Linked DNA regions of Mus musculus: regions 2, 3, 4, 5, 6 and 7 are each linked to region 1. The links are chromatin contacts, called in public Hi-C and promoter capture Hi-C maps. All regions are on one chromosome and are shown on one strand. Each heading gives the region's core, a stretch centred on a gene start, on an enhancer-like site or on the middle of the called end of the contact. The rest is flanking DNA. Distances are from core to core; before and after follow the strand shown.

What was found. Promoter capture Hi-C pulls out the DNA fragments that hold promoters and counts their contacts. A called contact is a pair of places that touch in the nucleus more often than the background predicts. Capture Hi-C pulls out chosen DNA fragments and counts their contacts.
Region 2: a Hi-C map of B cells shows a contact between it and region 1, with 6 read pairs. The contact joins the enhancer-like site here to the promoter of Tmem126b in region 1. A contact is called at or near these places in 2 of 39 promoter capture datasets (both in liver) and 1 of 484 Hi-C or Micro-C datasets (B cells).
Region 3: a contact with region 1 is called in a promoter capture Hi-C map of the C10 cell line, with 4 times the contacts expected there. The contact joins the promoter of Ctsc here to the promoter of Tmem126b in region 1.
Region 4: a promoter capture Hi-C map of liver shows a contact between it and region 1, with 8 times the contacts expected there. The contact joins the promoter of Pcf11 here to the promoter of Tmem126b in region 1. A contact is called at or near these places in 6 of 39 promoter capture datasets (the C10 cell line, cranial neural crest, hematopoietic stem and progenitor cells and 3 more), 1 of 115 datasets of contacts at active chromatin or transcription factors (stem cell-derived neural progenitor cells) and 1 of 9 other capture datasets (adipose tissue).
Region 5: a promoter capture Hi-C map of liver shows a contact between it and region 1, with 2.5 times the contacts expected there. The contact joins the promoter of Ccdc90b here to the promoter of Tmem126b in region 1. A contact is called at or near these places in 6 of 39 promoter capture datasets (the 3T3-L1 cell line, the C10 cell line, cranial neural crest and 3 more), 1 of 484 Hi-C or Micro-C datasets (CD4 T cells), 1 of 115 datasets of contacts at active chromatin or transcription factors (astrocytes) and 1 of 9 other capture datasets (liver).
Region 6: a contact with region 1 is called in a promoter capture Hi-C map of liver, with 3 times the contacts expected there. The contact joins the promoter of Rab30 here to the promoter of Tmem126b in region 1. A contact is called at or near these places in 7 of 39 promoter capture datasets (the C10 cell line, cranial neural crest, embryonic stem cells and 4 more), 1 of 484 Hi-C or Micro-C datasets (cardiomyocytes), 2 of 115 datasets of contacts at active chromatin or transcription factors (differentiating embryonic stem cells and embryonic stem cells) and 2 of 9 other capture datasets (adipose tissue and liver).
Region 7: a promoter capture Hi-C map of liver shows a contact between it and region 1, with 5 times the contacts expected there. The contact joins the promoter of Prcp here to the promoter of Tmem126b in region 1. A contact is called at or near these places in 7 of 39 promoter capture datasets (the 3T3-L1 cell line, the C10 cell line, embryonic stem cells and 3 more), 1 of 484 Hi-C or Micro-C datasets (LSK cells), 5 of 115 datasets of contacts at active chromatin or transcription factors (the NIH/3T3 cell line, astrocytes, embryonic forebrain and 2 more) and 2 of 9 other capture datasets (adipose tissue and liver).

What each region holds. Positions count from the first base shown.
Region 1 is chr7:90,473,860-90,477,499 of GRCm38.p6, reverse strand. Tmem126b (transmembrane protein 126B) reads left to right here and starts at 1,505. Exons shown (of 5, transcript NM_026734.2): 1 at 1,505-1,605. The coding sequence starts at 1,525. It also overlaps a transcript of Dlg2 not described here.
Region 2 is chr7:92,815,333-92,819,086 of GRCm38.p6, reverse strand. All of the region lies in intron 1 of Rab30 (RAB30, member RAS oncogene family), which reads right to left. Among named protein-coding and RNA genes, the nearest start is that of Ddias, 57 kb to the left of the region's middle. Within about 2 kb of position 1,701, at least 28 of the 459 cell types and tissues checked have an H3K27ac peak or open chromatin away from gene starts, as enhancers often do. A contact at or near this core is called in B cells, where this site is marked.
Region 3 is chr7:88,275,497-88,279,666 of GRCm38.p6, reverse strand. It overlaps Ctsc (cathepsin C), which reads right to left and starts at 1,582. Exons shown (of 7, transcript NM_009982.5): 1 at 1,293-1,582. The coding sequence starts at 1,464.
Region 4 is chr7:92,668,623-92,672,229 of GRCm38.p6, reverse strand. Pcf11 (PCF11 cleavage and polyadenylation factor subunit) reads left to right here and starts at 2,318. Exons shown (of 16, transcript NM_029078.3): 1 at 2,318-2,801. The coding sequence starts at 2,610.
Region 5 is chr7:92,559,157-92,562,780 of GRCm38.p6, reverse strand. Ccdc90b (coiled-coil domain containing 90B) reads right to left here and starts at 1,632. Exons shown (of 9, transcript NM_025515.3): 1 at 1,146-1,632. The coding sequence starts at 1,245.
Region 6 is chr7:92,740,034-92,744,196 of GRCm38.p6, reverse strand. It overlaps Rab30 (RAB30, member RAS oncogene family), which reads right to left and starts at 2,483. Exons shown (of 5, transcript NM_029494.2): 1 at 2,355-2,483. It overlaps 4632427E13Rik (RIKEN cDNA 4632427E13 gene), which reads left to right and starts at 2,738. Exons shown (of 2, transcript NR_015510.1): 1 at 2,738-3,135; 2 at 3,221-3,491.
Region 7 is chr7:92,873,674-92,877,459 of GRCm38.p6, reverse strand. Prcp (prolylcarboxypeptidase (angiotensinase C)) reads right to left here and starts at 2,207. Exons shown (of 9, transcript NM_028243.3): 1 at 1,960-2,207. The coding sequence starts at 2,121. Ddias (DNA damage-induced apoptosis suppressor) reads left to right here and starts at 3,213. Exons shown (of 6, transcript NM_001355126.1): 1 at 3,213-3,319. Gm40448 (a long non-coding RNA gene) reads right to left here and starts at 72. Exons shown (of 2, transcript XR_869796.3): 1 at 1-72.

The DNA.
Region 1 (3,640 bases), core at 256-2,755:
AAACCAATTTTAGGACGGTTGACTTATTAATTTATACATGTTCGACATGGTTCGTAATAAAGAGCATCAATTTTTAGGAAAAAGTTTAAACTTCCCCTTCAAAAACACTTTTAAAAACGTCTTACTCTAGTCTTTTCAGGGGTGTGTGAGTTTGGACAGTTTTCTGGGGGCAAAAGAGAGATTCAAAGGCCCCCTTCTATTTACTGGTTCTGTTTCTCGCCCCTCAGTAAAACACTATCCAGCTTGTCACTTTCCTATTTTTCTTCTGTGGTCTCCAAGCCCCCAAGGCTTGATCCTTAATGCCCCTCAGATCCTGATCCTCCTGTGTATTAACTGAGAGGATTGAAAAGAAGGAAGGCAATCCCTTGGCATGGAGACATTAAAGTGACAGTGCTATTCAATGGGCACTTGATGCAGGATGATTTGGCGAAGCAGACTTCTTCACACTGGAGTCATTCACATCATGCCATCTCTTCGCAAACAAGCAGCTTCCTATCCGGCGAAGAAAAACACTGAGGCTGCTGGAAAGGAGAAACCAAACCTTCCCCAAAAGGTGTTTTCAGAGACGCTGTAGTAGTATTAGGCATGCAATCACACACTATGCAAATAGTCCGCGATTTCCTAAATGAGAGTGCAGCTGTTTGGCTTCCACATCCACCCTTTCTCAGTCTCTCTCCAATCTACCCACCTTCCTTTTGCAGAAAAGACATTTCTCTGCCACCGCTGGCCACCCCTGCCCACACCCCGATCTTATACAGAAGAGCACCGAAATGTCCTGCACCCTCCAAGCGATGAAGTGTTTCCTCGGGCAAGAGAAACAGCAGCACTAGAAATTATATAACTCTCGAATTTGGCTTGCCTAAGACATGGAGACTGGAGGGTCGGGGGTTGCGGGTCTGGCAGACGCTGCTGGGCATTTCACGTGCACGGAAGCGCGCCTGGCCTCCTCGCAGCACCATCCACCCCTAAAACACTGGCCGACCAGGGCTCTTCGGGGGAGCAGGGAAAAGGGATATTTCTAACTGAACCCTTTCCAAGCGGGGCTTGAGGGTGGACTATGGGGACTGAAGACTGTAGAGAGCAGGCTAGCCCGTGCTGCTGTGGCCGCGCCGGGGAGACGGGCTGGAGGCTCTGAGGAGGAACCTTAGAAACCACAGCCTTAACACACCGACCGGGCCGAAGGAACTACCAGGGCTCGGTTACCCCAGCCGCCCTGAGAAGAAGGCGCGCAGCAACAGGCCTGCGCCCGAACCGCCCCTGGTTCCCTTCAGGTTGGCCAGGCTGACAATTTGGCAGAGGACAAGGCAAGGCTGGCTAGGGGCGGGCCCCTGACCCTGAGCCTTCCTCGGAGCCAATGAGAGATCGCACTTCTGCGACGCCACGCCCAACCTCCGCCCGGCTGGAGGGCGCGGCTTTTGACTGGGTGGGGGAGTACCGGACTAAAGGTACGAGCTGTCAGACAGCTGCAAGTCCCGCCCCAGGCGCTCCGGCCACGCCCTCCTGTCAGTCACGTGAGGCGCTAAGATGGCGGCGTCCCAGCGACCAAGTTGGTCCGAGTCGAAGGTTGCTGGTGTTGTGCAGGAGGGAAATAGGGAAGCACCCCAGGTAGGCGGAAATCTAGGGTGGTGTGGGTCGCCTCCTCGGAGATGATGCACGTGAAGGATTTGAGCAAATAGAACCGAACCCGACTTTATGTAGAGTGTAATCAAATCTCTAGTTCCGAACAGCGTAGACCTGAAGTCTACGCCGATTAAATGCAGCTTGTTTCTCTTTCTCGAGGACCTTTCTTCAATTACAAATACTTTATCGCCTTACCCCACCCGGCCCGACCTCCAGTTCTCTCATTCTGTTTAAGTCTCCTGCATTTTATTGATTTGATGTGTTCTGACTTAACGCAAGGTTATGATGGCTTCTTGAATGCATTCACTTTTTTGATTACCCGAGAACCTAATATCCACCACGGCTGGACAAATCATGTTGAATAAAATTCTGAAGGTCAAATAATACACTTAAAGATACAACACACACACACTTTGCAGGCCATACGCCCACACAAATGCACTTAACGTGTATAAGGATGGTGATCTAATCAGTTGAGTGACTTTGAACTTCCTTAACTCTCAGATTAAACGTTGGTTGTGGCAAAAATCTTCATTTTCAGTTCTTGCTGAAAGACTTCCTTGGAATCTGATGATGGAGCACTTGTCAGGCCTGAAGCCCAGGCGTCTATACCAACAGCACAAAAATAAGTTAAAACAAAACAAAACAAAAAACTCTGGGCAAGTTAATAATCTATATCTCCTTAATTAAGGAGAGTGTAGTGAAACCCTTGCAAATGCCAGATGCCAAAAATATTTGCTGTTGCTTTTGATTATTTCAATATTGACTGTCCTGCAGCCATAATTGTGGGTACCCTTTTCCCCAAAGCTGTCTTAAAGGCCTGGAAATTTTCTGTGGGTGGTGAAGAGGGCTGTTCAGGGAATTGGATGAGAACAGAACAAAAATTTCTCTACGTTTTTTTGATTAGCCATGATGCTATTAATATCTGCCTTCATCGTACACTAGATGGATTGGTTAGAGAATCCTCCTTAGAAAATACTATTTCTTCTTCCATTTTTCCATTTGGATAGCAGAAGGAGGGGGGAGCAAAAGATGTAAGTCTAGTCCCCCCCAAAAAAATATAATTTGTAAAGTATTTTATGCCTGCTCTGCCCACCCCCCTTCTCAGCTATCTTAAAGAACTGACTTAAATGCTGTGTTGTATTAAGGCAGAAATACTGGTCTTTTGATCAATTGTATACCACCTTAAGAAGATCAAGGAACCCATTCTTTGTGTGTGTTGATTTCCTGGAGTCAGGCTCCATTTTTTTTTTCATTAATTTTAGGCTTATTATATGCTCATCACTTATAAATGTTAGCATGTCATCTGTAATGAACCTTTGACTTTATAACTTCTCATGGATTAATCTAGAAAATGTAGAGCAAAAAATAAAAAGCACTGAACTTTGAATCAGTAGACATCTCACTGATGAAATAAGTAAATATTTAAAACCAGAATTTTGGATTTGTAGGAAGTGTCCATATATCTTTGTTTGAATGAAATGGAATACTCGTAAGATACATAAAATGTCATAGTACCAAAGGATTTAACAAGTGTTTCCAGAGACCCAAAAGTCTTATGTATAGCCAGAAACTCAAAAAGGAATCTGGAATGGATTTTCTAATCTCTTGGTGAAACTCTTATGGTTCTTAATGTGGGCAACTATTGGCTTATCACATGGGACACAGAGACCTTACAAACCCTGAGTTCATTCCCTTTGTCCAGGCTTCACAGTATAACCCATAGCTATTTCTGACAAAGACCCTGCCTGCTTTCTACCCTAGGCCCTACTAGAAAACTGAATTGCAACATAAAGTCCAAGATAACTATGGTGCACTCCCTCTTCCCAGGCTGGAACAGTACCCAACTCTGACTTGTTGTTGTTGTTGTTGTTGTTGTTGTTTCTCCACTTTCTAAAGCACTTTCTGTTCTCTCCTACCTTCCCTTAGCCCCAAAATAATCTCCCAAACTGGCTTAGGCTTTCATGAGAGAAGACAAGTGTGGTGGTTTGAATAGGAATGGAACCCATAGACTTGCATG
Region 2 (3,754 bases), core at 452-2,951, 2.3 Mb before region 1:
ACATTGCTTAGATATAGACATTTGCTTCTCCAATTGTGTGAAGAAGAATATTCCTATAATGTAACATAGAGGATGCCTTTCTTTTTTTTTTTTTTTTTTTTGGTTTTTTGGTTTTTTGAGACAGGGTTTCTCTGTGTAGACTTGGCTATCCTAGAACTTGCTCTGTAGACCAGGCTGGCCTCGAACTCAGAAATTCACCTGCTTCTGCCTCCCAAGTGCTGGGATTAAAGGCGTGCGCCACCACGCCCGGCCAAGGATGCCTTTCTTTTTTTTTTTTTTTTAAAGATTTATTTATTTATTATATGTAAGTACACTGTAGCTGTCTTCAGACACTCCAGAAGAGGGCGTCAGATCTCATTACAGATGGTTGTGAGCCACCATGTGGTTGCTGGCATTTGAACTCAGGACCTTCGGAAGAGAAGAGCAGTCAGTGCTCTTACCCACTGAGCCATCTCTCCAGCCCTGCCGAGGATGCCTTTCAAGATTAAAAACAAACAGGCAAAGAAAACAAAACAAAATGCATCCCATAGAGCTTGATGAGAAAATTAGTAACCTGAGTAGCTCCTATACCATTTTTCTATCACCTGGAGGCATCAGCCCCTAAAACCAACATGAGGAAGCTTAAAAATCAACCATAAAGTAAGAAACAACCTCAGCACTCAGGAGACTGAAGCAGGAGCAACTGTTGACTTTGAAGCCAAACAGCTACCTAAGGAAATTGTATCTCAAACAACAGACAGACAATTTCAAAACTAATTCTAGCTAAGAGCTGAAGATCTGTCCTAAGCGGAACAGGCTGGATATGCTCCGGAGGGAGAAGGAAAAACAGTGACTTCTAGAGATAAGGATTCTAGGAAAGTGAGTAAGCACGAGGCCAACTGCGCCAGCAAACCTAAGCCTCGGTGACAGCAGGCTTGCAGGTAGAGAACACAGTGTGCTGGACCTGTCACGGAAGGTGATTAGTACGTGGATTTCAACAGTCCTCGAACGACAGCTGACAACCAAGTAAGCATGCAGACAGCTGCTCATGGGGTTCTGTCTCACGTCACTGGAACTGTGAAGGAAAAACATCTGTGCAAGAATATGAGATGCACACCTTGCACTATAGTTGGCCTTCTATGTATATTTTCTCATTTTCAATAGTCCATGAAGCTAATACTAACTAATGCTGTATGTAATTTGAGCAAACTGAAGTTGAGAGATAGAAAAGTTGGCTCCAAATCAACACAGCCAGACACTGTCGCAGGGCATCAATGATCAAATGAATTCTACTGTAAAAACCAAAGAGGCCAAGGTTCAAATCCTGGCAGTTGTATTTTCTCAGTCTGTGCCTTTGGGCTAATGACTGTATCCCCTAATATCAATATGGAGACATAGCATGATGTCATGGCATTGTAATGGCTAGCAAAGTCAGGTCTTGAGGACAGTTCTTGGTCTTGGTAAAGCAAACTCCTCAAGAACATTCTCAGGTTCCCCATCATCTGATTTCTGTCTCTTGCTAGAGTCACGTCTTGCTACAACCCTCACAAGGTACACTGTTGTTCTCCAGCTTCCAAACACCATAGACAGGTCTGCTTTTCTCCTCAAACCTTTCTAGCTACAACAGGAGCCCATGGCCTCCTGCCACCTCCCCCAACCCAGCTAACTCTCACTTCTGCTTTAGATCTCAGCTGAAGCATCACATCCTTTGGTGGGTTTCTCTGGCCTGAGAGAGGCCTGGGCCCTCGGATTTCTACTTCCATAATGCCTTCTTCCTCTTAGACAGAGTTATGTATGTACCATAATTTGCTTACATTAACTATGTGTATCTGTCTATACTCCTCCAGCAGCTCTCAGCAAATGTGTGCTGAGACACATACTGTGTCTAGCTGAACCAAGGTCCTGGAATGACCATCCTCGTCACCATGCTCTCCATCATTTGCACCACCTCACAACAGTAACTATTTAACCTCACATCAGTCCTATGAAGCAGACATGGCTGACAGTTTTAACTTGACAGATAAAGACGTGAAGGCACAAGAAAAGTTAAATAACAAAAATACTATGAATTATATTCAACTGAAATTTTATAATTACATTGTCAGTACTTTAAGATATTGTTTGTTTGTTTGTTTTTCAAGACAGGGTTTCTCTATGAAGCCCTGTCTGTCCTGGAACTCACTCTGTAGATCAGGCTGGCCTCAAACTCAGAAATCCTCCTTCCTCTACCTCCCAAGTGCTGGGATTAAAGGCGTGTGCTACCACAGCTAGGCTAAGATATTATTCCTCTATCTCCTTCACCTAAGTGGTCCTGGTGAGACAAACTAATATGAATTTTTAAGACAAATGCATTACTTCTTTGAGAATACTTTTTTCTCTAGAACCACTGAAGAATGTCATTTTTGATGGTCCATAGTACAACAGATATAATGTATTCTTAGTTTTAAATTTTTAATAAAGTAGGTTTCTAAATCATGAAGAAAGTACTGAGCTCCTATAGTTCATGACTAGAGGAGCTGAGAGTCTAATTCAACCTTGGCTCATTTTCCCACTGGTGACTTTCACCAGGCCTGGGGCATAGGAAGAGTTGAAGTAGAATGAAATGGATTGAACAGGTTAGGCACTTCATATGTGAGTCTTTGTTGTGGTTTGAATATGCTTGGCCCATGGGAAGTGGCACTATTAGGAGGTGTGGCCTTGTTGGAGTAGGTACGGCCTTGTTGGCAGGTATGTGTCATGGTGGGAGTGGGCTTTGAGGCTCCTATTGCTCAAGCTCTTCCCAGTGAGGGAGGTAGCCTCCTCCTAGCTACCTGCAGAAGACAGTCTCCTTCTGGATGCCTTGGATCAAGATGTAGAGCTCTTAGCTCCTTCTCCAGCACCATGCCTGCCTGGATGTTCTCATGCCTCCTGCTATGGTGATAATGGCCTGAACTTCTGAAACTGTAAACCAGCCCCAATTAAATGTTGTCCTTTATCAAAGTTGTCTTGGTCATGGTATCTCTTCACTGCAATGAAACCCTAACTAAGACAGTCTTTGATTTTCTATTCCCCCTCTAGCTTCAAATTCAAAACCTTTTTTAATACTGCCTAAAGCAGAATCAATGCTAAGCTCCCAATAATGCTTAGAGAGACAGTACATCAGTTAAAAATTTGCTGTTAAAACCCAAAGAAGGCAGCACATGGTAATCCCAGAAGTTAGGAAGCAAAGGCAGGACAGCTGTTGCAAATTCAGGACCAACCCAGTCTACACTGTAGAATCCCAGGCTAGCTAGCCAAGGCTACATATAGAAACTCTGTCTCAAAACTAAAATTAAAAAGGGGAAAGGAGCCTCAGCACTGAGCACAAGATAGCAGGGGGGCCTGCAGCTGTGTGGAGCAGGTATCATCACTATCGTAAGTCAGAAACTGAAAAATGGGAGTGGGCTACCTCTGTTGCCTGTGCATAGATGCTTTGACACACTTATTCTAATTTTTGCCAGATGTCAAAGAAACAAAGCAAGAAATCACACACACACACACACACACACACACACACACACACACACACACACATATGTGTGTGTGAGAGAGAGAGAGAGAGACTCTAGGGCACGTGTGTGCACGCACGCACACACACACACACACACCTGAAAAAGTAGGCTCCTAAAGGAAGGTTATATACCCAAATTATACCCTTATGATATGAAAGAGAGGCTCAGTCATCATCAACCTTGGCTCACATGATTACCACCTGGACCATACTACAAAACAAAGGTTCAGATACTCTTTCTAGGGG
Region 3 (4,170 bases), core at 333-2,832, 2.2 Mb after region 1:
ACGAGGCTGGCTTTGAACTCAGAAATCCGCCTGCCTCTGCCTCCCAAGTGCTGGGATTAAAGGTGTGTGCCACCACTGCCCGGCCTCTTGTCCTTTCTATCTTCAGACCTTCTCTCCATGGGAACTTTCAATCTCTTCCCCTTCTCCTCTGTCTCCCTTCCCAAGGCTGTTTCCCTGATCTGTGATCTTGCCTCCCCTGCCAAAAGCAGTTTCCAAATAAACCTGAGATATAGATAGATAGATAGATAGATAGATAGATAGACAGACAGATAGGTAGATAGGTCCCTGATCTGGCTTGAATTAGCTCATTTTACCGTGAAGGAATAACTTATCAGAGACTTCATATGATAAGGCGATGCAAACCTTTTCTCTCCCTTCTGCCTCATCTCCATGCTCAAATTTAGAAAAGAAACAATTGTAGACACCACCCAGGATTAAGCTAAACCCAGTCACCTGGAATTTAGTAAATGACTCCTTGTTGGAGGCAGGGGAGGTGGGATATATGACAGCATTTATTCTACTCACAAGAAAACTACAGTTCAGAGTTGAGTTTCTCTGTGCAACTCTGACTGGGGAGACCATAAGTGTCACTCTTCTTATCTGTACTACTGTTTTCCTATATCCGAGGCACGTGGAATGCCCCAGTCTTCATTTACTACATACTCACTGAGAGCCAAGTGTTAGGCATTGCGTTTGCTTCCGTCATATCCAAACACTACTGTAAAATGTGACAAAAGAGACAGGAAAAAGCTTTTGTATATCTCTCGAAATTCCTTAAACAAGGCGTCCAGAAATGTCAAGGAAAGTAGCAGATAAAACAGGCCCAGTTTGAAGTGGTCTCTTCCCACTACCTCACAGGGAAAGAAGGAGCGCCCCCATTAGAAAGAAAAAGAAAAAAAAAAGAAAAAAAAAAAAAAAGAAAAAAAAAAAAAGGCTAACTCCTAGAGTCTGAGCTCAGCAGTCAAGACTCTGAATTTTAAAAACAAGAACCTGTCAGACCTGAGTGAAGGGTCAAGAAAGCAGTTCTCCACTCGCTTCTAAGAAATCAAAGCAAATAAAACAAGTAAAAAACCAGGGGCGCGTTTCCTTGAACATGAGTTGTGAGATAATCAGGAAAATAAGTGTAAAGTTAGAAGTTCTCAGCAGCTCAAATTCAACTTAGCGGCCCTGGCTCTGATCCCCCAAGGGGCCGTTCGTCAGCTCTTAACTCTCCAGTCACCCAGAAACGCCGGCCCCAAGGCAAGGACTCAGGGACAGAAAAGGACAACTCGGGACCCTGGGAAGCCGCTTACCCATCACCGAGCAGTTAATGTCGCTTCGGGAACTTCTAGGGCCCACCTGGAACACCCAGGTGCCCAGCAGATCAGGGTAGGTGCAGTTGGCAGGAGTGTCGGAGCGCACGGTGCAGACTCCCAAAAGCACCAGCAGCAGGACGGCGCGCAAGGAGTGGGTCCAGGGACCCATGCTGACGGCGCCCGCGGAGCAGATGGCAGAGAAAGCAAGTTCAACTGGAACACCACTCGATGGCAGTCAGGCGACCCTAGTGGCTCCCGCCTTAAAATACCCAAGAGCCCGGAAACCCAGGGTCCGCGGGGCGGGGTTACAGGGTGGTGAGAACAGAATGAGGTGGGGGAGGAGCGGCGAGGCTGTGAGGACGGGGGCGTGGAGTGACTGAGATGTAGGGAGGGACAGGGTGTGACTAGGTGAGGCAGCACGAGGTGGCCTGAGGAAGTTAGTTAGTGACAGTGTAGGGTGGGGACAGGCACCACTAGGAGGAAGAAGGAAAGTGGCCTTTGGGGACCTCTGCCTTTCAAGGAACGCCAAAGCTGAGAACTCTGTAGCGGTGTTTTGTAATGCCAGTGTGATTAAAATAGAATCTACCCTGTGCAATACAGGGTTGACAAGAGTCTTAAAGTCTACTGAGGCTAATTCTCTTTCTCTTGTTTTTGGTGCACTTTCCTGCATTTCTGACTCCGTGGAAAAACTTTACTAGCTAACCTAAGATAGTCTTGAGAATTTCTGTTCCATTTACCAAATCTAGCTTTTTATCTTCAGGGTTTTCTTTGGTTTCCGGTCTGCCTGTTTACCCGAAGATTTCAATTGTAGTGAACCTTTACAGGTTGGGTGAATCTGTTTTGTTTTCCCTCCCTGGAACTTTATTAGGATTAAGTTGAATGGGGTGGGGGTTGCGGGTGACTGGGGTGATCACATTGTGATCACATTGCTCAAGCCCTTCTGTTTTCAGAATGAAAGCAAGAATTAGAGAAAGAGGAAGTAGCTTGCTCAGGATGAAGTGGTCTTCTGAGCTCCTGTGTCAGGCTTTCCCAAGGGCGAGCTGAAGGGAGCATAGTTGAACCTTGCCTCCTCTGTCAGTCTTCTTGCCTGCAATTGTTAAGTAGTAATCTTTAGCGAAGCATCCTGCTCTTGTGAGAGCTGTTTTGAGTTGCCTGGCTGTTGTTGGCTGGGATCATGATCATTCTGAGCTAATCTGAGAATACAGAGATGAACCAGGCAGACTTGATGAGCCTCTTTGACCTAGTAGGCTTGTGCACTTTGTTTCTTTTTAAACCCCATCCCACAGATCACAGATATTTATGTGCAGACTTTTTTTTTTTTTTTTCCACTGAGTACATGCAGTCCGAGGAAGCAATGTGGTTGAAGAACAAACCACTTCTGTCTCTGAATTCTGCTTTAAAAACACTCAGGCTTCTAAGCCTGAAGGCACACTTTGATAGGGGTCCTTCTTGATAACTAAGGGGCTAGAGTGTTCTTTCATATGAAACTAGGCTACAAGAGCTAAATGGGGAGGAGCTGACACCTTCTAGATCTCAAAAGCCTTTATAGGATTAAGAATTGACATTGTATAATTAAGCTAGCATTTTCTTTTAAAGGCCCCATTACAGATAGCATCACTTTCCTAAATTTCTACAGTTTGTCGTTGTTGAAACATTTTACTAAATGATCCATATCTTAGAGCTAAACGTGGGATCTGGGAATTCCTTTGATGGACATAATCAAAGTAGAACACTTACTTGTTAAAAAGAAATTAAAGCAGCCTTTCTAAAGTCAATGGCAAAGATTGTGGGTCACTTTGGATTAATGAATGCATCCTGATATTAGGAAATGGAGATTTAGAGAGTTGAATCACTTGTCAAATGTCATTGCCAGTTAGGGAGAATCAGCAAGAAACATGTGCAAGTTGCACGCCCCAAAGTTTAGTATATGTTGAGTGATATAAGATAATATGAGTTTCTAAGCAATACACACTTGTCCTTGGGCCTCCGAGATGGTACTGTATAGTGTGGCTCAGGAAGTGTAATTCCAGTGCCAGTTTATAAACTAAGTTATGCAAGTTTCTGAGTTTTACCTTATACCTCTGCCAAACCAGAGAATGTTGAAGTAAATTCCAGCATTTCTTTTCAGCAGTGTATTTTTTAACAGTCTTTTAGATGATACAAAATCAATTTGAAGTTTAGGGAGCATCTTCAGGAACTTTCTCAGACTTGAAGTCTGGCTGTGGCACAATCTGTAGATCTGTTACTGTCTTTTGCCTTTCTTCTTCTTCTTCTTCTTCTTCTTCTTCTTCTTCTTCTTCTTCTTCTTCTTCTTCTTCTTCTTCTTCTTCTTCTTCTCCTTCTCCTTCTCCTTCTCCTTCTCCTTCTCCTTCTCCTTCTTCTCCTCCTCCTTCTTCTTCTTCTCTTCCTCCTCCTTCTTCTCCTTCTTCTCCTTCTCCTCCTCCCCCTCCTTCTTCTTCTTCTTTTATTTCTCCTCTTCTTCTTCCTCTTCTTTCTCCTCCTTCCCCCTTTTTCTTTAATTTATAAGGTGTATGTAATTATATCTCAGCTGGTTTTACAGTGACTAAGTGAGTCAATAACAGATAACTTCAGGTATCACACACATTTGCCACTGTGTATATTTATGGTTTTAGAACCATTTTTCTTCTCTCTTAAGCTTTTTTTTCATTGCACTTATATATTGATTTTGTATATGTAGGAGATACACATAGTATGGAGTAAATTCCAGCCTTCTACCGAATGAGTCCCAGGTTCAAACTTACATATTTAGGCTTGGTGGCAAGGACTTTTACCCAGTGAGGTATCTACTAAGACTGTCACTATATACCTTAGTTAGGGTTTTACTGCTATGAACAGACACCATGACCAAGGCAAC
Region 4 (3,607 bases), core at 1,069-3,568, 2.2 Mb before region 1:
CCAAGAAGTGGGAGTGGGTGGGTAGGGGAGTGGGGGGGATGGTATGGGGGACTTTTGGGATAGCATTGGAAATGTAAATGAGGAAAATACCTAATTAAAAAAAAGAATCGGATTTGGAAACTGAAAAAAGATATGATATGGACTTATTAAAGATGTAGCTTGGCAGTAATATACTTGCCCGGATGTATGCCACCCTGGATTTGATGTCCAGTATTGAAGAGATAGAGAGGAGGGAGGGAGGAGGGAGGCATGGGAGAGGGAGAGGGAAAGAGAATGAGGACAAGAGAGAGAATATGAATATATCTACCAAACTGAGGAATTATTTTTTAAAAAACAAAATCTAAAAGTAGTACTGGGCACTGTGTTACAAGCCTTTAATCCCAGCAGAGGCAGGCAAAATGCTGTGAGTTTGAGGCTAGCTTACTCTACCCAGAGAGTTCCAGGTTAGCCAGGGACACAGTGAGACACTTTCTCAAACCAAACCAAACCATCCCCAAATTTTCACATTCAAAGGAAACCCCAACTCCTCAAACTCCAAAAGGCAGTTTAAATATCCAGAAATGGGCTCAGTCTGGATTGTAGGAGGATTTCTGGCAGTTATATAAAAGTCAGCACTCCTCAGGAACTTGTGAAACCAATTCCCCTCTGTCCAAAAGACATATGTGGTTACGTTGGTGCCTATCAGGATATCAAAGCACACAAATGCTGGCATTCAGGCTCCCTGGTACCACAAATACCTGTTACAGTCTTCAAAGTGCATGCTAGCATCCTAGCCCTTTTCTCCTCCTCAGGTACCCTAACCTCCCTCCAGCCCACAGGCTTCCATTCTGCCAGCTCCTCATTCTTTATAACCCTGCTATTCTTGCTGGTTTTTTTTTTTTTTTCTCTTCCTCTGCTCTGCTTTTCCTTCTCTTACCATCTTTGTCGTCTATCCGCCGCTATTCTCCCTTCTCTCAAAGACATCCATGGCCATGGTCTGATGGTCGTGTTCGGTTTATCTTTTTCTCTGCTCTGGATTCTCCAGATGCCATGGCAGTTCTTTCTTTATATCTACAATAAAAGCCTTCCCTTTAACCATAGCATGGAGTGGACGTGTCATCAGTTTGTGTGTGTATGTGTGTGTGCGAACTATCCCTCCACTGTGCTTCATAGTTCACTAAGGCTCTGACAAACTATTTGTTTTGTGTATCTTAAAAACCAGATTATAGAAATCTAAGGTATTTTTCCATATATCTCAGATGTATTTTTTTTTTTTTAAACAAGGTCTCTGTACGTAGCCTTGGCTGTCCTGGAACTCACTCTGTAGATCAGGCTGTCCTTGAAATCAGTGATCTCCGTTCTGTCTCTTTAGTGCTGGGATTAAGTGTTATGTTTTTTTGAGATAGGGACTCGTTAAGTAGCCCTGGCTGGACTGGAACTTGACATTTAGACTTGACAGGTCTCGACTCCAAGAGATCCACCTTCCTCTGCCTCCTGAGGGCTGAGGTTCAAGGCCTGAGCCATCAAGTATGGCTCAGATATTGTATTTATTCTAAGGCCATTTGGAAATGTAGCAGATTGAAGAGGTGAGTGCTATTAGGTTATTGTGAATACCCTTCCAGAAATGTGACTTCTTCAAAAGATCTCCAGCTCCTCTGGGAAAGCTTTTCTCACATAGCACCTCCTAATAAAAGCATTTTCCTGGGGACTCAACTCCTGCAAGCCTGTCTAGGTGCTTTTATGAGTGTGGCAGTTAGCAGGAGTTACTCCAGTCTGGATTCCGGGTAGGGCAGGCGTCTCCGCCTTAATGCCTGAGGGACAGCTGGCTCAGCGAGCCCCGCCCAGGCTCCCGGGAGCACCTGAGACGGGGCGACTGGCCTTGACTGGAGGCTTTCGCTCTTCCAGCTCATGCCAACCCCCGCCCGCACCCAGGAGGCAAGCGGGAGGAGGATGGTTGATGGAGTCGCCCAGTGGTTGGAGGAGTGCATAGGAAGGGGCCTGGTGCAGCTTTCATAAACTGGTTGGGCCGGTCCTCTGGAGCCTCCGTCCTCTACTGGCTTCCCTGGATGGGTTGTTATGGTAACAAATGACCGAACAGTCCCTTACGAATTGGCCAATGAGAGCCGACCGTCCTTTGCACCGCGTCTCCGAGCCGGAGGTGTTGCGAAAGCCGAGACTCGACCGAGGAAGAAGGCGGTGCTTGGACGTATTGCGGAAGGGCCGGGGGCGGGGCCTGTGACACGCGCGGGCCAGCCAATCCCGCCTGGTGTTTCCAACGGCCCCGCCCCTTACCGCACATTTCCCCTCCCCTAGTTCATTTCGCACGACGCAGCGGTTGGGAACACAGACATTTTCGGAGCTGGAGCCGCCACTGCCGCCGCCATTTTGTGTCTGTGGAGAAAGAAGCCCCGGCGGCGGCTGGAAGCGGACGGAGATTCCCCGTGAGGCTGCGGCGTTTCTTCCCCGAGGTTCCCCCTGGGTCGTCCCCCATCCCCCCTCCGTGGTCAGCATGTGGTGAAGCCGCAGCCGCCGGAGACCCGGGGAGCGAGGCCGAGGCGTCGGAAGGGAGGCGGGGTGTCGAGCGGCTTCAGCTTCGGCGGCGGCGGACCTCGGAGGGGGGCCGCGGCGCAATGTCAGAGCAGACGCCGGCGGAGGCCGGGGCTGCGGGGGCCCGGGAGGACGCCTGTCGGGATTATCAGTCGTCGCTGGAAGACCTGACCTTCAATAGCAAACCGCACATCAATATGCTGACCATTCTAGCCGAGGAGAACCTGCCCTTCGCCAAGGAGATCGTCTCTCTCATCGAGGCCCAAACCGCCAAGGTTTTTATACACCCCGCAGCCTCCTATTCTTCTAATACTCCTTGATTTTAGTGTCAGCCTCATCCCAGGTCTCGCTTCCATCCGAAGGGGGACGGAGTTCCTCCTCTCCAACCCCCCACCCCCGACTCGGGCTTGGTCTTTGGCCCCGGCTGGGAGCGTGGGCCTCTTTCGGGAGGGAGCGGGGAGGATGCAGGGTGGAGCCCCATTTCCGCTTACCAACTCCCTATTTAGGCCACCTCTGACTACGTCCCCACGCTCCACGCATCGGGGACAGCCTTTCGGATGGGGGAAATACTTAGAGGCAGTTGGTGTTTGGGGAGCGAAAGAGTTAAAAAACAAACCATCTTAAGCCCTTGGGAAGGTGGGGAGGGGCTTTCCCTCAGTGTCCTTTTTGGGGAATTGTGCTCTGTGGGTTGGAAGGAGGTGAAGGGGGACCTGGGAGCGAGCTGTCGGTGGGTTGGGTATAGGGAATTGGCCCCGAGTGGAGCAGCGGCCTGTTAGCTCAACATGGCGCCTGCAAAGCACATGATGCGAAAGGGAAGAGAGGAGAGAACCCATTCCCTGCCAGCCAGGCAGCTGCTCTCACCCGTCAGCCCCATTTTGGGGTGGGGGCTGTTGGATCAAACTTTTATTCTCCTCTCGGAGGGTCTGATTTTGCCCCAATGGTAGGAAAATTGGGCTGAGGATGGGGTTTGGGTGTGTGGGGGAGGTCTTATCCAACCTGTAGGTGGAGAATTGGCCCAGTGGGTAACAAATACTTGGAAGTTTCTTTGAAAAATTCAGTCCCTCCTTTTCCTATTCTCGTT
Region 5 (3,624 bases), core at 383-2,882, 2.1 Mb before region 1:
TAGTAAGCAGTAAATACTTGTTACACTGAACAGGGACACAAACCATGCACTAATTTTAAGGGGAGACAAGATTTCCTCAAGAGTAACCAGACTTCAAGTGGAATAACTTGAAAATTGTACCAAAATATTAACATTTTTCTGGGGTGTTATATTTTTGGTAAAAGTACACAGATAAGTTGAGATTTGAATTATTTCATCAGATTCAAAACAATGCTACCCCTTTGTGTGTGAGGGCACACATACCTAAGGAGAGAACAGAGGAGGTCTTTGTATCCTGCTCTGTCATGCCCTTCCTAAGTCTTTGATAGGGCAGCTTTTATTGAACCTGGAAGTGGCTGGGGGTTCAACTTTGTGTTGTTATGCTTGTGTGCAGCACAAGTTTCTACCAGTGGACCCACCTCGCCACCCTTTTCTGAAAAGTCCACCAGAATGTGTATTTATAATAACTACCTAAATATGGATTCAAAGATGTGACTAATTCTAGCAGCTAAACAGTAGCCTTGCAAGGGCAGCCTTGATTGAAAGTCAGCGGAACAAATACAATTAAATAACAGGGTGAAAACAAAACAGTGGCAAACAACAAAACCACACAAGTGTGGAGGGCGGAGAAGTGTTTTTGGGTACTGAATAACTCAGTTTATCATCATACACAGATCCAGGAAGAACGAAATGTGGAGGTTGGGATGCCTTTTACGGCGGAAAAACTGAAAAGCACAAGTATAAAAAAAAGCCTTGGAAATAGTTCTCAGAGTAAAGTAAGATATTCTCCAGGATATACAGACTAACAAAGTGTTTGGAAACGCATAGGTTCCAGGACACTTAAAAAACAAAACAAAACCCTACTATGTGATTTGTAAATCAGAACACCCGCAAACTACCTAAGAGTTCATAAATGGAGACGGAACCCCGCCCCGCGCCCCCACCAACTCAAGCCGAGAGGAGGCGCAGGTCCGCAGGGGCTGGGTCTAGGAGGAAGGAAGCCCTCCAGCCAGACCCTGTCTGGAACGCCCAAGACCCACCATCCCCGGAGCTCGCGGGTGGCTCTGCGCGGGTGGGCGGGGCCCTGCAGGGGGTGTGTCACTCTCGCGGACGCCTGAGCGGGCACACCCGCCCGAACCTTCTCCCTGAGCGAGTCTTCGTCTCACCTCTCCGCAGGGCGGGTGACAGACGCCCATGAGGAGTTGAAGTCCAGCGGATTCCGCCGCCGTCAGGGCGCAGGAACCGCCAAATCCAGCGGCTCCTCATAGTCTCGGAGCCCCGCAGGTCAGCAAGGGGAAGCGGAATACGCGTTGATTTTCGCTGAGGCTTTCGGACAATGAAGTCCTCTCACCATCAGGATGCTGGGAAATGTAGTTTCCGGTCTGTCACCAAAGCACCTACTTGAGAGGTTTTTCTTCTACAAAGCTAGGCCTCTTCACAGAGCCACACTTAACACGACTCAGAGCTTATCCCCCTAGCACATCGCCCTTTTCCCATCTCTTCCCGCCTTTACCGCCCTAAGAAAGCGGGGTCTTGGAGAACCTTCTGGCGCCCATTTGCGGGCGGCGAGTTAGTCCCGCAGCAAGCTTCCCAGACCGAATCCAGCGTAGCAGCATAGCATCATGGGACCCGCAGTCCTTGCTGCTGAGGATTGTGGGGATGAGACCGCGTTGTAGCATCGACCAGTGCCCGTGGAAGTCCAAAGCGTATCACACACTTGCAGTTTCGCGTCTCTCTGCTTGGCCCTCTGGTGCACTGGAGGACCAACTGTTTTAGGCCTTTTCTTCAGGGAAACGAAAATTCTCCATTTCCTGGGTCGGCATTGTTCATGATTTAACATTCTCCAACTTCAGTTACCAAAGTCATTGCCCCACCTGGTAAAACCTTGAAAGCAATGTACTAACTAGTCTGTCGCTTACCCAGATTGCAACTTTGTGGGAATCAGCTACCCACCAGCCACCATTTCAAGCACTGAAGCTCATTAAAAACAAAACTTGGTTCCCACCAGCAAGCACTTTAGTAGATTACACATAGAAGGAAATTAAAATGATTCTGTCGTGGGTACTAGGGACAGAGACAGGAGAGACAGTTCTCCTGGGCTGCCAGGTGGGTCCCTGGTATTCAAGCGAAGCACTCTAGACTTTAAAATATTTTCCAATTTCATTTTCAGAAATATCTGAATGCCAGCTAGGTTTAAAGATTAATAATTCGAAGAACAAAGAAAGAATTCCAACAACAATTTAAGTTCTTACTGTACAGGATTTTTTTCCCAGGCTATGTGGGGATTATAAGGATTTCTGCTCTCCAAGTGAAAGACCCACAACATGAGGACTCCCCCACGTTCTGACTCAGGAGAGGCGACACCCCAAATCACGCATGAGAAACGGTCTTGCTGCAAACTGCAAGAGGACTTTTAATTCAAGAGTGCTCTCGGGACCACAGTAATACACCACGCAGGGGTAGAGGTCCCTGGCGCCCCAAGTAGCTGGGTAAGGGGGTATTTAAAGGAAGAAACCACAACTCAAGGAAGTGGGGAAGGCATTGTTGGAAAATACCAAAGATACCAGTTAAGAGTCAAAAGGAAGTGCAAAGTCACAAGAGTCACAAGGAATACCTGGTAATTGTTCGGGTTATCTCTCAAGACAGTTTCTAAGAGCCCCTAACAATGGCACATTTGCATAGCGGGTTCCAGCAATGGTCAGGGGGGGGGGGTCAGGGTAACTTTCTTTGAATGAACACTCTTTGAACCCAGGAAGCGGTGGGTAGAGGAATGTCTGTTTTATGACTAGCATACCTTGGAGCATTGAGTCACATTCCCAAGCCTGGGCCTAAAGGCCCAGAATTTTGCTTTTATATTTTTTCACAAGAACTTGTAATAGAAAAACAGGAGAAGGTAGAGAATAAGGAAACAGTAATATCTTAGTATCATGTAAGTTTTTAAACAATTAATCTTCTAGTCCAGCTGAGAGTGGGATGTTGGCCATATTTGCAATAGCCAAGCTATAGAGAAAGCCTAGGTGCCCATCAACAAATGAATAAGAATTATTATGTGTACAATGGAGTTTTATTTAGTTATAAAGAAAATCAAGGGCAGGAGAGGTGGCTCAGCCATTAAGAGCATTGACTACTCTTCCAGAGGTCCTGAGTTCAGTTCCCAGAAACCACATGGTGGCTCACAACCGTTTGTAATGGGATCCGATGCTCTTTTCTGGTGTGTCTGAACACAGCTACAGTGTACTCATATACATAATTTTTTAAAAAAGGAAATCAAATTCATGACATTGGGGTGGGAGTGGGGGAACGGGAGAGTATCATATTAAGCAAAGTAAGGCAGATACACAAATACAAACATCCCGTGTGTTTCCTCATATGTGCAATCTAGCGGTGTGTATATGTAAGGCATAAAATAGAAGGGGAGGGACTATTAGGAAAGAGAAAGGGGAGAGTAGCAGGAGCAGGTAATGGGGACTAAACAAGCATAAAGTCATTATACTTTTGAAAAGGAATGCCATTACTAAACCCATCATGTGTACAGTGAATGTACACTAATAAAAGAATTTAGAAAAGATGGGAGAAGTAGGATTCAAACATGTTTTCAAGGATTTCTAGTAAGCAGAGATAATAGGACCCAAAGAGAGGGTTAGA
Region 6 (4,163 bases), core at 1,234-3,733, 2.3 Mb before region 1:
GACTTCAAATGGACAATGGCCTTTAAATTCCTGGTTAAGAAAAAAGAAGATATAGCTGCCACCACACCCATGTCTTGGGGAGAGCAGCATAGAACAACAAACTTCTTTCTTCCACAGAGAAGACAAAATGGCAAGGATTCTAACTACCTTCAAAATAAAACGCAGTTTGCCTGCCTGTACTGCTGTTACTCAGCATCAGGTTCAGGGGATCCACTGTTTTCCCACCACTCCCTGGAACAGGGAAGAAACACAAATACTACATGAAGCAGAAGCTACTCAAGACTACTTTGGGAATGACAAGAGCATTTTGTGTAAAGCATTTTGGCTGAACCATGGGACTGAGCAGTGCCATGGAAAGGAAGAGTCCCAGGCCTGCATGTCATTGTCCACATGCTCCCGGGCCCAGGTTATGTCTGCCATGGAAAGCACAATCCCAGCCCTGGGTGGGGGCTCGCTGGTGTCACCCTACCAAGCACAGATTCCAAGGGGGGGGGGGGGTAAAAATACCAGTACCTCTTCAAAGAGGACTCTGAGTAAAGATTCACACATAGCCTACATCCTCTAACTCCAGGGTTCCTTCCAGGACGGCAGGATGAAGGTGTGGAGGGCGGTGTGCAGAGACTGGAAAGTGACTTAGAAAAAGAGATGTGATACTCTCCTGCCACAGGGGAAATCCTCAAAGAGAAAGGGCAGTATTTACTACAAATAGACTAGGGGGAGGGGAAACGGAATCTGAAGAGATGAGAATTGGGTAGGGAAAGAAAGAAGGGCACAGAAGAGAAGGGCAGAGTGCTATTACAGAGCTGTAGGAAGAAGCAAATACAGCGTGCTGGTTTTCCCCCAAATCTAACCACTACCCGCTGCGCTCCCAATAAATCCCTCCACTTACAAAGCTGTCCTTTGCATTCGGTAACATGAAGCATTTAACAAAGTGTCACCCAGCAGCTCCAACTTTGGAGACCTGAGCATCTCAATTAAAAATGAATAAAATTGGTTCCCAGAAGCGAAAGACAGACAGTAAATGACTTTTCCTCTAAAGCTGGCAGAGGCTGTGAAAAAAGCTTTAGCCTTTTGGAGTTAAGCAAATACTCTGGCGGTTCTCCTTCTTTTGACATTCCTAAAGGGGGTGTGGTTGACCCAAAGTCCATTCATTTCCAAGGTTGTATATCTCTCAGCTAAGACTGGCCCCATCTGTTCCGGAGCCAGCCAGCTGTTTATCTCAAAGGAACATATTTATTGCAGCGTTCATCCCTGTAACTCTTAAGAGGAGAGCCAGCATCATACAAGTCAGAATGTTGCCTGCCTTATTAAACGTGTCAGTTCGTTGGAAAACAAAATTCAAACAAACAGCACACTACCACGCTCCCTAGTTTCCCAGGTCAGGTTCTCTGTCCTTGGATACCTTTCATTAAAGTCCAGTAACGGGGTGACACAACATTCAACTTTTCCTTCCCCTAAAGTGTTAAAAAGAAAAAGAACAAGAAAGCACCCAGGTTCCTAATCGATTCCGTCTGCAAACCGTTATTTCTGAGTGGAGACTAAGCCTCAGAAACGGCAGCTTGTTACAGTACCATTGTCAGTGGCAAGAGCCTATCGCGATGTAATTTAAAACACTCACACAAGCACAAATTCTACTTCCAAACCATCCCGAATCCCGCAGTCGGGAGAACACAAAAAAATGAAAACGCTTAACAAAAATGCAGCTTCTAGCAGCCGAAGAGATCCTTCCCTAGACACGTGAAATATTTCTGACTGGCACGGAGTGCACCATTAAAGGACACTGTCACCTCAAATCAGCAGGAAAAGGCGAGACAAACGACACAAACATACAAACATAAAATAAAGCCCTACGAAACTTAAGCGACTCAAGAGAAACCTGCTCATCTTAAAAATAGTGTGTGCTAGTCCAAGCGACACAAATGTTCTCAAGAAGTACGGCCACATTAAATTACTGTCTCCATTTCTCCCCACACATCACCCTTTCCCACTCAAACCTCAGCACTGGGGTCGTGGAATGACAGGACTGCAGTCCCCCACCTTTGCCCTCCTCGTGTTTTCCAAGTGCACTTCCCAACATCCTTCCCAGCCCAGCCCCCTCTCCTAGCCTTAAAAAGGTTAAAGGGAGTTGAAGCAAGGAAATTGGCAGGCACCAGTCCTCTGGCGGGGGCAGGTTGCAGGAGTTGTTCTTTGCAGTGACCCAAATTGCACAGAGCTATTTAGCTCTTAGCAGCGCCGGTGAGAACCTCCCGAATCCATACCCCCATTCCCGGCCCCATCTTCTCAAAAGAAAGCCTTGAGAACTAAGCGGGAGGGATAACTTGGGAAAACGATTTGAATAAATCACTTCAACTCACCTGGTTTGGGATTTTTCTCCCCACCCCAGGCATAAAAAGAAATGATATACGAATGAGTCACGCACGCAAGAGAAGGTGCTGCGGTGTCCTAAGTCCAAGGACTGGAGTCAGTCCCTGCCCTGGTCCTGCTGCTACTCAGGGCTCAGCTGGAGCGAGCGGCAATAGCGAGCCCAGCAGCAGCAGCGGGGGGGCGGGGGGTGGATAGACCGTAGCACAATGAATGCAGTAGGGTTTTGCAATGACATCATCCCTCTGTCCGAGCGGCCCCAATAGCCATGCTCCAGAGCTGTGCACTCTGGGATCTGTAGTCCTTTGAAGTCCGGGAGCGACGTAGAGGCTACAGCTGGAACTACAATACCCAGGATGCTCTGGTCAGAGCGCCCAGAGAAGAACTGGACCGGCCGCCATGTTGGAGCCCTGGAGCTGCGGCGAGCCGAGGTTTCGAGGGGCTCGTGGAGCCGAAAGGTGGCATGGTGAGAATGGTGAGGCTAGGATGTAGAACTTGATAGCCTCGCGCACCGGCTAGGACTGAACGGAGGCTACACTGGGGACCTTCAGGGCTGTCGAGCCAGAAATGCCATCGCGAGTCGGAGTGAACCGCAACCCGCTGGGGTTGCACAAGGCCTCGCCACCCCGGGACACAGGGAGTCGCTTTACTGAGCGTGGAGAAACCCTTAGACTTCCTGGGGAGACTCTCTGGGCAAAATGTGTCTTTGTTGTGGTGTGGGGACTCGGGACGACGGGCCTCGCGCCTGTAAGACGAAAAGCTCGCGTGCACCCTGTGAGTGGAGCTAAACCTAGGTTATTTTTATTTATTTATTTTTTGCCTTGTCATTTTTCTTAATCCCTCATGATCATTTCCTCAGGTGTCAGACCCCTGCTCCCACCACTGAATTTTCGTTCGGTCGTGAATTGCAAAGGGCCTCAAAGAAATCCTTTGCTAGATAATGTGATCGCGAAGGGTTGTGGAGCTTGGCCCTGAAACTGACAAAGGAAGGATCTACCAAAAGAAGTTAGCACCTAACCTTTCTTACCCCACCAGCGAACGTAAACGACATTGAAAAGGGACTGCAAGTGAGCAGTCTTTCTCGACTAACGCTAAATGAACTGTGCTAAAATACTGCGTATATTCGAAGTTGATAACTGTGGAAAACTTCCCTTTTCTTTTGTTACCTATATTGTGCAAAATAATGTGTTTTGTTGTGACATCTTCGTGCAGATAACGTTAGTTAACACATCATCCCCTTCCCTTAACCACTTGGTACCCTTACCGATGAAAATACATTCAGAATACTTAAAGAACTTTTGAGCCTATTTGCTCAGCATCTCAACACCTTTTCTCCAGTAACTCAAACAGTACTGTGTGTTTGTTTTTCAGGTTCTGAAGTTCACTATAGAAAGATGCCAAAAGACCTACTGAGGGTCTCTGAAAAGTTAAAAATGCTGATATGCGTAATTTGAGTGTTTTATTTTTCCCCTCCTGAGCTTTTCGAAGGAGATGGCTAGCTCGGTGGTGAGGATTCCCACAGCACAGTCAAGACCCTGGATTGTATCCCTAGCACTGGTCTGTTTGCATCAGTGAAAATATATACGGTGCCTCTGTTAGAAATTAATAAAGTTCCAGTAGGTCTTCCTTTCAAAAAGCTAGGCAGGCTGCTTTTTAAATTTCCAAAACACAACAGGAACCTTCAAAGATATATGGAGATGATGGTACTTAAAAAGGACGTTTTTTCAAAGATTGGCTTGTGGTGTGAGAAGCAGCCACAGAAGTGGCAGATGCCATTCTTGTGGATTCAGCAACGTGAAGCC
Region 7 (3,786 bases), core at 958-3,457, 2.4 Mb before region 1:
AATAAATAAATAAATAAACCCCTAAATAAACTCTATTCTATACAAAAAAAAAAAAAAAAAAAAAAAGAAAGAAAGAAAGAAAGAAAGAAAGAAAGAAAGAAAAAGAAAATTGGCCGGGAGGGAAATGCACCTGTCATGCAAACCTAAGAACCCGAGTTCAGACCTTAGCACCCACACGAAAAGTCAGTCATGGCTCCACACTTGCCTGTAACCCCACACTTGCCATGGGTGAAGGCCAGGCTTCCAGGTTCAATAAGAACATTCTCCAGTCTCTCATTCAAGGGAATAAGGCAGAGAGTGATAGCACAGGGCACCTCACATCCTCCTGTCCTTCATATGTGCACTGGTGAGTAACACACACACACACACACACACACACACACACACACACACACACACGGCGGGGGGGGGGGGGAGGAGAGAGGAAAATAAATTAGCATCATTCCACCCTTTACCCCTGCATTCTCTGGAAGCAGTATTCCCAGGGAGATTTTTAGAGACCGTATGTACTAAAGCTTCCCCCTCTAACTTTACTGCTAATAACTGGATGCTATGAAGAATTATATGTGTGTAAAAGAGGTTTCAGTACAAGGATTAAGAGTCGTTCCATAGGAAAAAGCCATGAGTTCGGCTTTGTTTTACAGTGTGGGCGGAGAGCAGAGCTACAGAAAAGAGGAAGTCCTAGAGTTCTTAACACAGCCTTCACTTCAGCTAGACAGCCATAGCTCGCTCCACAGAAAGGTTTTCCTAGGGAAAGCATAAAACTCCATGGTCCTGCCTCCAACTTCTCAACTTACAAATAAGCCGCTGTAGAAATTAAAGGGGCCGTTCCAGAAAGACTTCTGCTACCTCAGCTAAATTAAAATGTTTGCTTGCTTTCTTCCTTTCTTTTCTTTTCGTTTTTCTTTTTTTTTTGAAACCCAAACTTAAATTTCTAGGTCTTTTTTTTTTTTTTTTTACTTCAAAACTAAATTGTTCTACAACCCCATGTCTTCCCTCTTTCCCAAATTCCTACCTAGTCAAACGTCCCATCAATAAGCATGCCTCCATCGGTAACCTTCTATTCAGGGCAGCTACTCTGCTAGGGCTTATGGTTCTTAGCTGCTTCAGTTAGTCATCACTGCAACCTTCTGCAGTAAGCCAAGAAACTTGGCTCAGAAACTAACTGTAACTTGTCCAAGATCACAGAGTGAGGCCAGAATCCTGATGTGACTTCTAAAGCCAAGATCAGACGACTGTACTCTTTCTAATCCCAGTGCCTTGTGCATTCAGGCCTCAGAGACTCCTAGAACTATAGAATTATATAGCCTTGTCATTTCAGAGGACACAGGTACTTTTCATTCAGACCTATAGGGTAATGACCTATGGTCTCATGCTGCCACCAAATACAAAGGCATTGGAGAAGCCTGTCTTAAAACTGTGAACTCAAGTTCAAGACCAGAGAGACCTGATCCTTGCACTCACTTCAGATGGGGATACAGACCTTTTAGCCTCTAAAGGTAACATTTCAGCTGAGAGAAGCAGTTTAGTGAAGCGATACATTCTTATGTAATGGGTACATCTGAATTTGTGTTGAGAGACCTAAAGGTGAAGGTTAGCCTCCATACCTAAGAATTTGAGGTGAGAGGTATGGGGTCAAAGGTTAGTCTCCATAATCTGGTTTTGGCCAAGGTAAACAAAGAGTTTAGATTGAGGCATTTCCTAAAATGAAGAGTTAAAAATATGTATCCTGGACCTCCAGAACTGGAGGGATAAATTTCTCATGGTCTCTGTTGGGAAACACTCGAATAATTAAGGCTTAAGACCACCCTCCAGAAAATGTGAACTAAAACCAAGTCAAGTCCTAAGTATCAGAGTCTGAATTTTGGAGTGGGCGGCGGTGCTCCAACAGCCAAGCAAGGTATGGGCGGGCGGTTGGGACGTGGGACCTAGAACCCTTACTCCCCAGCCTCTGCTTACCTTCTGTTCGAAGTAAAGAACTGAGTATTTACGGGCTACAGCAGGGTCGGGTGTGGGACTGGCTGACAAATGCGGGCTGCCGAGGGTCTTTAGCCTAGGCGGGATGGTTGTGGCGGCCCCGAGTAATAGGAAAGACAGGAGCAGGAGAGCCCGGCAGCCCATGGCTGGGGATGGCAGCCACAGTGTGGGCGACTAAAGAAAGAGAGCCACCAGCAGAAGCGCAAAGACTAAGCCGGGCCCAGCTCGTAGCTCCGCCCGCTGCAGACCAGCTCCTCCCCCGGGAAACCTAAAACCAGGCAGCTCCTGGCCCCAAAGGCGTTGCCTCCACACTTGCCACTCGCCATCCTCCTTCTCCCCGCCCACCTCCACTGAGGTCACACTCTACGTCGGCCTTTACTACGCAGGGTTTTGCCCCATCCTTATCTATGGCTCCCCAAGCCCTATCGCTACCCTAGGTTATGCCATATCCCCGCCTTTATTGCCACCATCACACTGTCCCCGCAACCTCAGTCCCACGTAACACCCCAGCTCTCCGCAAATCCCTTATAATGGCACGGGGCGGGAGGAGGAGGGAGGGAGAGTGAGTCTATTGTCACCAGGCATGACGGCACACACGTGACCCACACTCAACCAGAACAGCAACCTTCCAGACGGAGTTGGACTCTCCCCTCTACTTAGGTGAGGAAACAAGTACAGGGACTCGATGCTGGGCCCCTCAAGTAGCAGGAAATGGAGCGAGGTTCACAGATCGCTCTGCCCCCTTCCTTGTAGGCCGTTCGGGCTCTTCGCCTCTGTTGTTCCCGCCTAAGCAGCCCCACCGGTGTTCAGTTCTCGGGTCACCCCCATCGTCCGCATTGCCCGCACGACCCGTCCCTCCTGTGGCCGCTGGGTGTTGCGCGCAGACTAAGCCTTCTCTAAGCCTCGGTAATCCATCCATGCTCCGCGATGGCGACTCCCTCTACAACAGCGCCCCCTCCTGTCCAGCCCGCGGCGCCAACTTTCATCCGCTCCCACGCCCTCGGCGTCCGTCTGAAGCCACTCCTTCCCACGCCTCGAGCCTTCCCGGCTTCCCTCGCACTTCGCCGAGAGAACTACCGCTCCACCAGTCGATGAAGAACGACCCTCGAAACCCACAGCTACCCCTAGCTTTACAAGAAGGGTCGCTTGCCCGGGGGTGGGTGGTGGGGTGGGGACACGCCCTGCAGGGCGTTTTCTGATTGGCTCTCCTGAAAGTCCGTCAAGACGGTCCTTCCGGCGGAAGAGGACGCGGGAGATTCGATTGCTGGCGTTTGGAGAGCGGCGGACCGAGCGGCCGGAGGGCGGAGCGGTTGCCCGGGCTTGTCTGTGTCCTTTGCCTCAGGTGAGACGCTGAAAAAAGGAGTTCTTGGGGGGCTCTAGGTGGAGAGACTCCTGACGAGGCGCTGTAACCTTGCACTCCGTATGGATTGATTTCAGGACTTCTGGCCGTAAACGCCGGCTACGAGGTTAAACGGGAAAGTCAATACTTTTCATGTTCCTTGGCGAAGGTTTATCAGCACTTTACTGTTGCTGCGGATCCCCAAAAACCCAGAAAGGAAAGGGCTCGACTTTCAACGGGGGCATAAAACTATGTCAGCAGGTTACTGTGCTAGGTGCTGGCAAAGATGGTTTGTTTTATTTTTTTCAGATGACTTTGACTGCCCAGAGAAAGTATTTTACTGAGTAATGTACGCAGTCCAGAAATTGAAAGGTTTCTATTTTCCCTGCTCTCACGAACCCACACCTGAGATCCAAATCCAACTCCCCACTGAACACTGCCACTACCATAATCTAACCTGTGACAGCTGC